3 separate regions of the Pan troglodytes genome follow, and regions 1 and 3 are each linked to region 2. The links are chromatin contacts, called in public Hi-C maps. All regions are on one chromosome and are shown on one strand. Each heading gives the region's core, a stretch centred on a gene start, on an enhancer-like site or on the middle of the called end of the contact. The rest is flanking DNA. Distances are from core to core; before and after follow the strand shown.

Region 1 (3,277 bases), core at 552-3,051, 260 kb before region 2:
AAATCCCACATCTTCCTATTCCTAGCTCCATGCTCCTTGTCTTGCTCTACTGGCTATATCCTTTAGTCCTTTTCATTTTCTCAAGCAAATAATAAATTATTAAAAGAAAAAAATGTGATGCAATAAAAGCAATGTTTTAGTCAAATGCATATGGCTAGGTTGTATGGGCTGAATTAAAAGATAAAGAACATGGAAAAAATGAAATCTATTAGTATAGGTTGGCACAAAAGTAATTGTGGCTTTTGCCAATTACTTTTGCACTAACCTAAAGTTACTGTAATAATCTAGGAATTGGTGGTAGCAGTAGGAATGGAAGCCAATGGATACGAGACTTTGTATAAAAAGATTCAATTAGATGTCTTATTTGAAAATACCAAGAGATTCAAAGATAACTAGGTGATTAGTAAGTAGAGCCACTCATAAAATGTAAATGTCAAGAAATGAGTCTATTTTATTGGAGAAATCATCTACTGTGGTAAAATTATTGCCCGAAGTCAAAGATATTAGATCAAACATTTTATAAGTTTCTATCCCTGAAACAGAATAATCCAGTTTACTACCATCCTTGGATCTTTTATTTACAAATACTTATCATTTTCTGTCTAGACTTAAAGCTTAGACACCACCCTCTATCCAACCCCCGGAGGTATTCATATGCATAAAGCCCAATAAGAGTTTATGCCTACTTCCTGGAAACCTCTAAGAGAAAGCTGATATACCTAAATCTAAAGAATTATATATATATATATGTATATACATACATATATAAGTATATATGTATATACACACATATATAAGTATATATGTATATACACACATATATAAGTATATATGTATATACACACATATATAAGTATATATGTATATACACACATATATAAGTATATATGTATATACACACATATATAAGTATATATGTATATACACACATATATAAGTATATATGTATATACACACATATATAAGTATATATGTATATACACACATACATATAAGTATATATGTATATACACACATACATATAAGTATATATGTATATACACACATACATATAAGTATATATGTATATACACACATACATATAAGTATATATGTATATACACACATACATATAAGTATATATGTATATACACACACATATAAGTATATATGTATATACACACATACATATAAGTATATATGTATATACACACATACATATTAGGTATATATGTATATACATATATAATGTATATATGTATATACAATATATATTATATATACATATATATACACACACACACATATATATGTGTGTGTGTGTATGTACGTGTGTGTGTAATTAAGTATCACTGAGCCAAGGCTTTCTTTCAGGGCATCAGGGTTTTTTGTCAGTCATAAGTAAATGACTAATCTCTATATCATACATTAAGGCTTGCAACTGAGAAAGTATTTTAAAAGCTACATAAAGATAAATCTATCTTCCCTCTTACATGAAAATTATTTCTCAAGGAAAGGTTATATTCATAACTTCTTCTAAGGTCCTGAAGAATTCCATTCACTTATGATATTAATTTATTAATGAAAATACTGGACTAGTAGCTCTTTAATAATTATAAATCAAGACATCCAACAGAATAACTAGTCTTGAAAAGAGGACAACAAAGAGGGTGAGGACCAAAGAAGAAAGAGCTAAACCCAAGTAAAAGCATATGCAACCTGGAATGGAAAGAACAGAGGTCAATGCTGCTCTTTGCAATGGCCAGTAGAGGCTGCCAGTGTACAAGCACACATAGGGCTTCCCCTCCCGGCCTCCCACAGACACAGAGTTGTCAACAAAATAAGAAACATTTCCATGGTGTAATATGAAGCCCAGCACTCTAGGCTCATCACAGAGCATCATGCAGCAGCAATCACCAAGTGTCCATTCAACCACGGCTTCTGGGTATGTGTCATGGGAACAAAAGAAAGCCAGAATATTTTTTGAGTACTTTTGAAAGATGATCGCATTTAGCCACTGTCTGACCAAAAGAAACTACCAATCCTATGTGATTACCTTTCCAGAAATGATACCTCAAGTTTTACAGACATGTAAAAATGGGTATTTTCCATGAAAGATAACTCAATTTAGGGCCTTCAAAATCTTTATTTGAATAGATGTATTACTCGGCTTCTTCAAATACAGTGAATTGTTACAGCTAAAGGACTCAGTTACTGAGTACAGAGACACAATTTGATCTAAAATTTGTAAGTATCATTCTTAAATTACAAATACTAACATACTTAAAAGGAATTTATTGATATTTGGCAGTCAGGTGAGATTCTGTCCATCTGTGCCCCTCACCCAGAGCCAAAAACACAAAGACACTCAAGTACACCAAGTGGCAATCACTTTTTAAAATTCATTTCATGAATCTGCTCTACAATTTTAAGAATTATGTATCTGGCCCTTTTTGAGCTCCACAACACTGCTATTTCTTGTAGAGAGAAACTTTGCTGTCAATCACTGCTCCCTTTTGCCACGCAAATATGTGCTGCAGCTTTCACTTGTCATTCCTATTATATGTAATGTAGGCAGCTTAGCACTAAATCAATTTAAGGAACTGCAGGAGTTAAATACATACATTATTATTATGATGACAGAAAAGGCAATGAATGTCTTGCAGCTCCATTTGCTTTCTTTGTTAAGAAAGAAAAAGCTAATTATCTGCAGCTGTCAACCATGAAGACCTAGACGTATTTAAGTCAACATTAGCTTTGGACAACTGAAAATATTTCTCACATTTTTACCCGATTGTTTTCCTTTTGAAAAAAAAAAAAAGAAAAAAGAAAAAAAAGAAAAACCACATACTTTCATTACAAAATATTAAACATTCTAAAGGGCAATGTAAAAACAAGTTGAAAAATGTAAAACTACATAGTTGTATCCCTTTTCAAAACCAATTCATTTAATATTTTTTAAAACTGCCTGTCACTTTTTCGTAATACCCACTCTCTAATTAGTGTAGCCAAAATTTAGAAAAATGCAAAGCATCTCCAGATAAATTCATTAAAAAAACATTCAAGTGAAAGCCCAGACTATTGGTTACAATGAAACTATGTTACAGATGATCAAGGGATAAATTCTGTTCATTTATTTAACAAAAAGAGAAAGAAAGAAATACATGTCCAAAGTTGAACTGCTGCAAAAAGACAGAAAATGCATACTGAGTTTGTGTTCAATGTAGGAACACAAAGACGTTATGCTTCTGTGTTCATATACTATTTCATATACATTATTTTCTTTACCTACCAATCT
Region 2 (3,053 bases), core at 350-2,849:
GAATTAAACTAAACAACTTCTAAGATACTTTCCACCTTTGAAATTTTAGACCTCTGGCTTTTGATTAAATTTCCTGAATGCCAACCTCCTCATCCAGAAGGACTATGCTGAAGGCCACATAAGAAAGTGATGACTTATGTTTACTTGAGCCCCTGTAATCCCAGTGGAGAGACTGAGATGCCTACCCATGAAGCTGAAGCACATATTTGGAATACGTAATGCTTTGTATTTCTTTAAAAATTTAATTTAGTTCATTTTTAAAGAGATTTTATTAGTCCATTTTCTGCTGTTTTAACAGAATATCACAGGCTGGGTAATTCATTTAAAAAAAGAAGTTGATTTGGCTCACAGCTCTGGAGGCTACAAAGTCCAATAGCATGGCCCCAGCATCTGGTGAGGGCCTTCCCATGCATCATCCGTGACAGAAGGCATTACGTGGCAAGCAAGTGCATGAGGTGGAGAGAAAATGGGGGCCAAACTTACCCTTTGATCAGGACCCCACTTCTGAGATAACTAACCACTCCTGTAACAGCATTAATCCATTCACCAGGCAGAGCCCTCATGACCTCATCACTTCTCAAAGGCCCCACTCCCCAATAACATTTTATTGGAAATTAAATGTCAGCATGGGTTTTGGAGGGAACATTCAAACCATAGCAGAGAAAAAAGGCACTCCTTAGTCTGTGGTGATTAAAAAGGGTGAAGGGAGCAGGAATAAATTCAGCAATTCAGCACCCTGTGTACACCAATCTGAGAGATATAAAAAATATTTCCTGTTCAGGCAACAAAAACTTAAAAGCCAATAGTTATGGTACGCAAATAACTGATAAGCTAAACTGTATTAACAGTATAAACTGTTTTGTATTCCACTCTATATAACTTTACCAGGTAGGTTCCATTCTGGATTATTACAAATAGGGATTTGGCATTTCTTTTATAATTGGGTGCCTGGGGTGTACAATAAAAATATTTCAGTCTCTGCACCTCCCCTCTCTGCTTCCTTCTTTTACAATGGGAAATTTCCCTTCTCTTCTACAAGCTGACAAAATACAGCCTGCTTTCTGGCTCGCATGTACCACATGCTGGTCACACATAGCTGTTTACAAAAATGCAGACTTTTGCTGCCTAGAAGAGTATTTTACCTGGTACTCAGCAGTTATAGACAAGTGATTATCTGTAAACTCTGATCTTAAATTTGAGTGATGTAAGATGGTTGATTTATTCTTTATAATTATTCCATAAAAATACTAAATAGATACCTAATCTGAAAGATAGTTACAGATCTTGCTTTATGGAGGTCACTGAATTCTTCAGTGTTCCGTGAATAACACTGTTGGGGTCTAAGAGGTCACAGCACCAATAGAAAGTAGTGTTGGATACACATTTCTTAGTCTCTACCAACAGAGATCACCAACATGAGAATTGTTCAGAAGGATAACGATGCCTCAAGTATGTAAGGTATGTCTGTAATACAAATGAAACAGGCATTTGGGGGAGAAAAAACCTTTTGCCTTACTCGAGAGAGGAGCCATTCCAGAGGCTTGCCTGCAAGGGAAGTCTGTGGCTCTAGCTGCATTTCAATGCAGTGCTTAGTTTATTCACCAGGGGTCATCAAAGGTCTGGATTTTCTTTGTCTACTTGTTGACTCATATGTACTCTGTATATACACTCAAGAACCACTGGATTCTTTAGAACTGTGCATCAGGAGATGTGGCTTGCTTTCCTTCTCCCCACCACTCCAGGCCCACCCCCAGCACTTACTCTTTATAGATTTCTACCAGCACACTGCAGCAAGCAAGTCCATTAGATGCATCACAGAAATGCCTTTTCTAACTAAACTAACTTATTTAAAAAAAAGAGAGAGAGGAAACATGGTATCTAATTAGGTTTTTAAAAAATAATCATTTTCCAAAGTTAGAAAGTGAAAGGCTTTTCACACTATTGTTTTCTAGATTCATGAACCAAATTGCATGCTTGGAAAACAAATGGGTCATGGTTCACTTCTGTTAGATTTCACTTAGTAACTGGGGTCACAGAGGGCCAGATCAGGTCACCAGATGAACCAGTTAACACTAGGCTGGGACTTTTTAGTCCCTGTTGAACAAGTAAATAATGAAAGTTTTCAATGAAGATTTTGTCTCTGGCACGGGTAGGATCTCACGGGTCTTGATGAACCTGATGTCTGGATTGAATACCACCTTTTGTGCAGCTCGCAGTTCCTATCTCAGTTTTCTGTGAAGCACCCTTAAATACCTTTAGTACATAGCTATTGCAAGTAGTTTGATACTTTCTTACCTCTATCCTCTGAATAAACCAGATTGCATCCTTTGAAAGCTCAAAAGTGAGACATATTTCAGCCACAACGAGGAGTGGATTCAGCTTATAGCTTCTTCCCAGGGCGACATAGCTTCTATTTATGAATCAGTGGTATTGACAGGTGACAACCTGCTGGCAGCCCTCGCTCGCTTTCGGCGCCTCCTCGGCCTTGGCGCCCACTCCGGCCCCGCTTGAGGAGCCCTCCAGCCCGCCGCTGCACTGACGGAGCCCCTTTCTGGGCTGGCCAAGGCCGGAGCCTGTCCCTCAGCTCACAGGGAGGTGTGGAGGGAGACGCGCAGGCGGGAACCGGGGCTGCGAGCAGCGCTTGCGGGCCAGCGCGAGTTCCGGGTGGGCGTGGGCTCAGCGGGCCCGCACTCGGAGCAGCCGGCCAGCCCGCAATCCCCGGGCAGTGAGGGGCTTAGCACCTGGGCCAGCAGGTGTGCTCAATTTCTCGCTCGGCCTTAGCTGCTTCCCTGCGGGGCAGGGCTCGGGACCTGCAGCCTGCCATGCCTGAGCCTCCCCCGACTCTGTGGGCTCCTGTGCGGCTGGAGTCTCCCCGACGAGCGCTGCCACCTACTCCACGGCGCCCAGTCCCATCGACCACCCAGGGGCTGAGGAGTGCGGGCGCACGGCGCGGGACTGGCAGGCAGCTCCACCTGCGGCCGGCTGCGGGATCCACTGGGTGAAGCCAGCTGGGCTCCTGAGTCTGGTGGGGCCTTGGAGAACCTTTATGTCTA
Region 3 (3,316 bases), core at 780-3,279, 360 kb after region 2:
ACCCTGGATTGGCCGTTAAGCTATTGCATCTCAGCTTAAAAAAATATCCTTCTATGCTGTTCTTTGCGACGCTGGAAATCTACAATATTTCTCCTTTGCCAGGGTAGTCCCTGTCGGCCTCTACCAACAGGGGGCGCTGGGGGGTAACTGAAGGAGACAGAAAGGGCTGGCTGGTCCTGTTCTCTTGTCAGCGTCCCTCCACTAACGGTTCTTCATCTTGGCAGCAGCAGTGGATTCAAGTTTGTCATTTTGCCAACACTCCCAGAACCAGCCTCCTTAGCAGCCTCTTCCTCAGAAATCTGGTTCCCAGCTCCATACCTTCCTCTGAGCTTCTAAGTTTTCATAATTCCAACCTCTTTCCTTTGTTCCTATCTCAAGAGGGAACAGCTATTTTATGCAGTCACTTTCTTCCCTTTTTTACTTTCCCAGTTTTCTGATACCTAGTTCACAATTCTTTATAGTGAGCTCTCTGTTAAAATGACTGGTGTGATTCCAGTCTCTTCAATGGACCCTGAATGATATGGTCCCCCATTGCTGGAGCTAAGTAAATTGAGAATGAATTATCTCTGGCCTAAGAATTTGTAAAAGAAATTTCTGGACCGAAAGTAAGTTGCACCAGACCAGTGGTCTTAAAATCATTTTTTTCAATACAATCCTTTTTGCAAATATAATATTATGTCAAACCCAATATGTATCAAAGCAGTGGTGCTTTGGCTAAAATGGAGGTATGGAGTATCCTGCCCCTACCTGCCTGGCCCCATTCCACCAGATGCTTCTGCAAAGTCCTGCTCCTGACCCATTCTTCTGGGAAACCCCTGGGTTCAGTAGGGGTTTGTCTGACAATTTCTGATCTCGACAACTCAAGTGCACTTCCAAATCTTCTGATTCTGTAACAGTATAATTCTTCTTGCATGGCCTCAAGGCTCTCTGGAGATCTATGTGGCCCAATAACAGCACGAGCAAAACACAGGAACCACCACAGGCTGCCTGGTATTTACCTAGCTGTCCCATCTACAGATCGGGCCGCAAAAGGAAGCCAAGAGATCTTTGCCAGCCAGGCAGTGTAAAGCGGTGGAGAAACCATTATGATTGTGGTGCTGCCATTCCTGCTGTTAGGTTAAGGACAGGTCAGCATTTTTCACTATAATCCCCCTTCTTTCAGAGGTTTCTAACATGGCTATAAAAATCTGCCCTAGCTTAAAGTTTGGCATGAAAGTTTTGGCTCCAGGCTGTCCTTTCTTTCAGTGAAACTACTAAGAATGTGTTTAGCTACTTTAGAACTCAGAGAGGGCATTGGATGATCAGAATAAGAGAAGTCTGTGCTTTGAAATGCCTCCCCTCTGTTCCCCGCCCTACCCCACAACATCAGAAAAATGATTAAGCTACCTTTTCTTAAAAACAAATGTTTTCCAGGTCTTTGGCTGAAAATATAGCCTTGCTTCTTTAGGAAATTGCTAAATGGAACCAAACTCTTCCAAGGTAAAACGGCTTAATGCAAACAAGGTATTTCATACTAAAGGAGGGTTTCCTGCACTTACATTCTACTGTGGTTTGGTTTCAGCTTGTATCATCATTACCTTCTCTGATTCCCTGAAATAGGGTCCCATTGCTTTTGGAGTAAATTCCAAACATTTAAATTTTGCACAGATGACATTTATGCCTTGCACATACTCAACAGTAGTCAACATGGGTGGTAAGTGAAAGGTATTAGAATTATTCCCTCTTTGCAAACTAAAAGATTGAAGCCCAAAGAGCCTGACAGGCTTAAGATCCTAGTCAAAGGCAAACTAGGAAAAAGACTGTCTTGTACTTCCTCTGAGAGGTATGCTGCCTCCTTCAACTGCAGGATTTGCAAGCCATAGTGAAGAAAGCAAAAAGGGAGCCCACCACCTGAAAGCCTCTACAAGTCTGGAGCAGTTCATCCCACTGATAAGAGGAAGATTCTCATCTGCATGTCCAGGAATGTTCCTGTAATCAGCGGAGGTCAGGGCAGTTTCAAAGTCCGCATTCTGTTCCTCTGCCTTTGGGATGCCGTTAAAGTCACAACCAGAGGAATGCCTTTATCCCCAAGCATGTCCCCAGTGCTGGGAAGAGCATGGCTATGGAGCCAGAGAAACCTAGCTTAAAACTCTAGTTTTAAATCCACTCAAAATAAGGAAAGGCCTTTTCTACCTTTGAAAGATGGATGTGAAAAAAAAAAAAAAAGAAAAAAGAAAACCTACCTGAATCAGGTTGCTGTAATCATTCAAAGCACCCAACACCCAACATGTAAGAGAAATTCAATGAATCAGAGCTGCTGATAAGTAAACATCAACACTGCTCTCTCAAAATTTAAAAAAAGGGAAGAAAATAGAAGAAATAAGAAAAAGGTAGTTATTTAACAGACACTTGTTGAAAAAAGAAAGGATACTCTGAATACTCTCCTCCTTAAGGGTGGAAAATATGCACAATGATTTAAGAAGGTGACATACAGGATCCATTTGGAAAATGCTATTGTAAAAGTGTTTGTGCAGGAATCTGCCTGCTTGTCAAATTCAATGACTAACTATATTGGAACCCCCCTGCAAGCTGGCTTTATGACTGGGTTGAAAACTGCGTGCTGTGGTTCCTGTACTATCCTGTCTTCCAATTCTAAGACACCTCACATATTAGTTTTCCCATTTATTTTTCCAGCATTCTTGCATTCGTAAGCATTTCCTGAGCACCCACCATGTCTCAGGTATTGTGCTAGGCACTAGAGACACAGAGGTAAGTGCCAGAGCTCAGATGAGGGTGAGGCATGATGTATTCCCCATAGGTGAATCATTTAAGGGGGCTCCAAAAACTCAGTAATCAGGATAAAAAACATTTTGATGCAATATTTAAAATAATCAACATTAGTACAAAAAAATGCATGATGAACAAATTATCAAAATTTTAAATAAAGACAAGATGATTTAATACTGCCCTGTTGTACCATACTGGAGCTAAGGGAAAGGATAAATCACTAATGTGTATTCTACCCCATTTAAAATTTTGATATTTTGTTCACCAAGGATTTTAAAAATTAATACTGATTAAATATTACATTAAAATATTATTTACCTTTATTATTGAGCTTTTGGCACTCCCTTAGATTTCTGACACTTATCCTGGCCCTGAGTAGGACATATTTTGTAGTTGGCTGAAAACTGAAATACTAATGTCAACAAAAGAGAGAAATCTAGGGGCATTAAAATACATTACAAATATCAAAGAAAGATAAAGTGAGGGGGCAGATAACACAAGGCTCCTCAGTGGCAATACCTGCAGCCAGGCCTTCCGTTGGATCATCTTG

Evidence for each region. A called contact is a pair of places that touch in the nucleus more often than the background predicts.
Region 1: a Hi-C map of induced pluripotent stem cells shows a contact between it and region 2, with 2.3 times the contacts expected there. The contact joins two enhancer-like sites. A contact is called at or near these places in 2 of 7 Hi-C or Micro-C datasets (induced pluripotent stem cells and stem cell-derived neural progenitor cells) and 1 of 1 other capture datasets (stem cell-derived neural stem cells).
Region 3: a contact with region 2 is called in a Hi-C map of stem cell-derived neural progenitor cells, with 4 times the contacts expected there. The contact joins two enhancer-like sites. A contact is called at or near these places in 3 of 7 Hi-C or Micro-C datasets (blood, induced pluripotent stem cells and stem cell-derived neural progenitor cells).

Annotation. Positions count from the first base shown.
Region 1 is chr11:112,464,720-112,467,996 of NHGRI_mPanTro3-v2.0_pri, reverse strand. All of the region lies in intron 2 of RFX3 (regulatory factor X3), which reads right to left. Among named protein-coding and RNA genes, the nearest start is that of RFX3, 22 kb to the right of the region's middle. Within about 2 kb of position 1,801, at least 3 of the 24 cell types and tissues checked have an H3K27ac peak or open chromatin away from gene starts, as enhancers often do. A contact at or near this core is called in induced pluripotent stem cells, where this site is marked.
Region 2 is chr11:112,200,632-112,203,684 of NHGRI_mPanTro3-v2.0_pri, reverse strand. No RefSeq gene overlaps it. Among named protein-coding and RNA genes, the nearest start is that of RFX3, 240 kb to the left of the region's middle. Within about 2 kb of position 1,599, at least 5 of the 24 cell types and tissues checked have an H3K27ac peak or open chromatin away from gene starts, as enhancers often do. A contact at or near this core is called in induced pluripotent stem cells and stem cell-derived neural progenitor cells, where this site is marked.
Region 3 is chr11:111,836,399-111,839,714 of NHGRI_mPanTro3-v2.0_pri, reverse strand. All of the region lies in intron 5 of GLIS3 (GLIS family zinc finger 3), which reads right to left. Among named protein-coding and RNA genes, the nearest start is that of SLC1A1, 420 kb to the right of the region's middle. Within about 2 kb of position 2,029, at least 4 of the 24 cell types and tissues checked have an H3K27ac peak or open chromatin away from gene starts, as enhancers often do. A contact at or near this core is called in stem cell-derived neural progenitor cells, where this site is marked.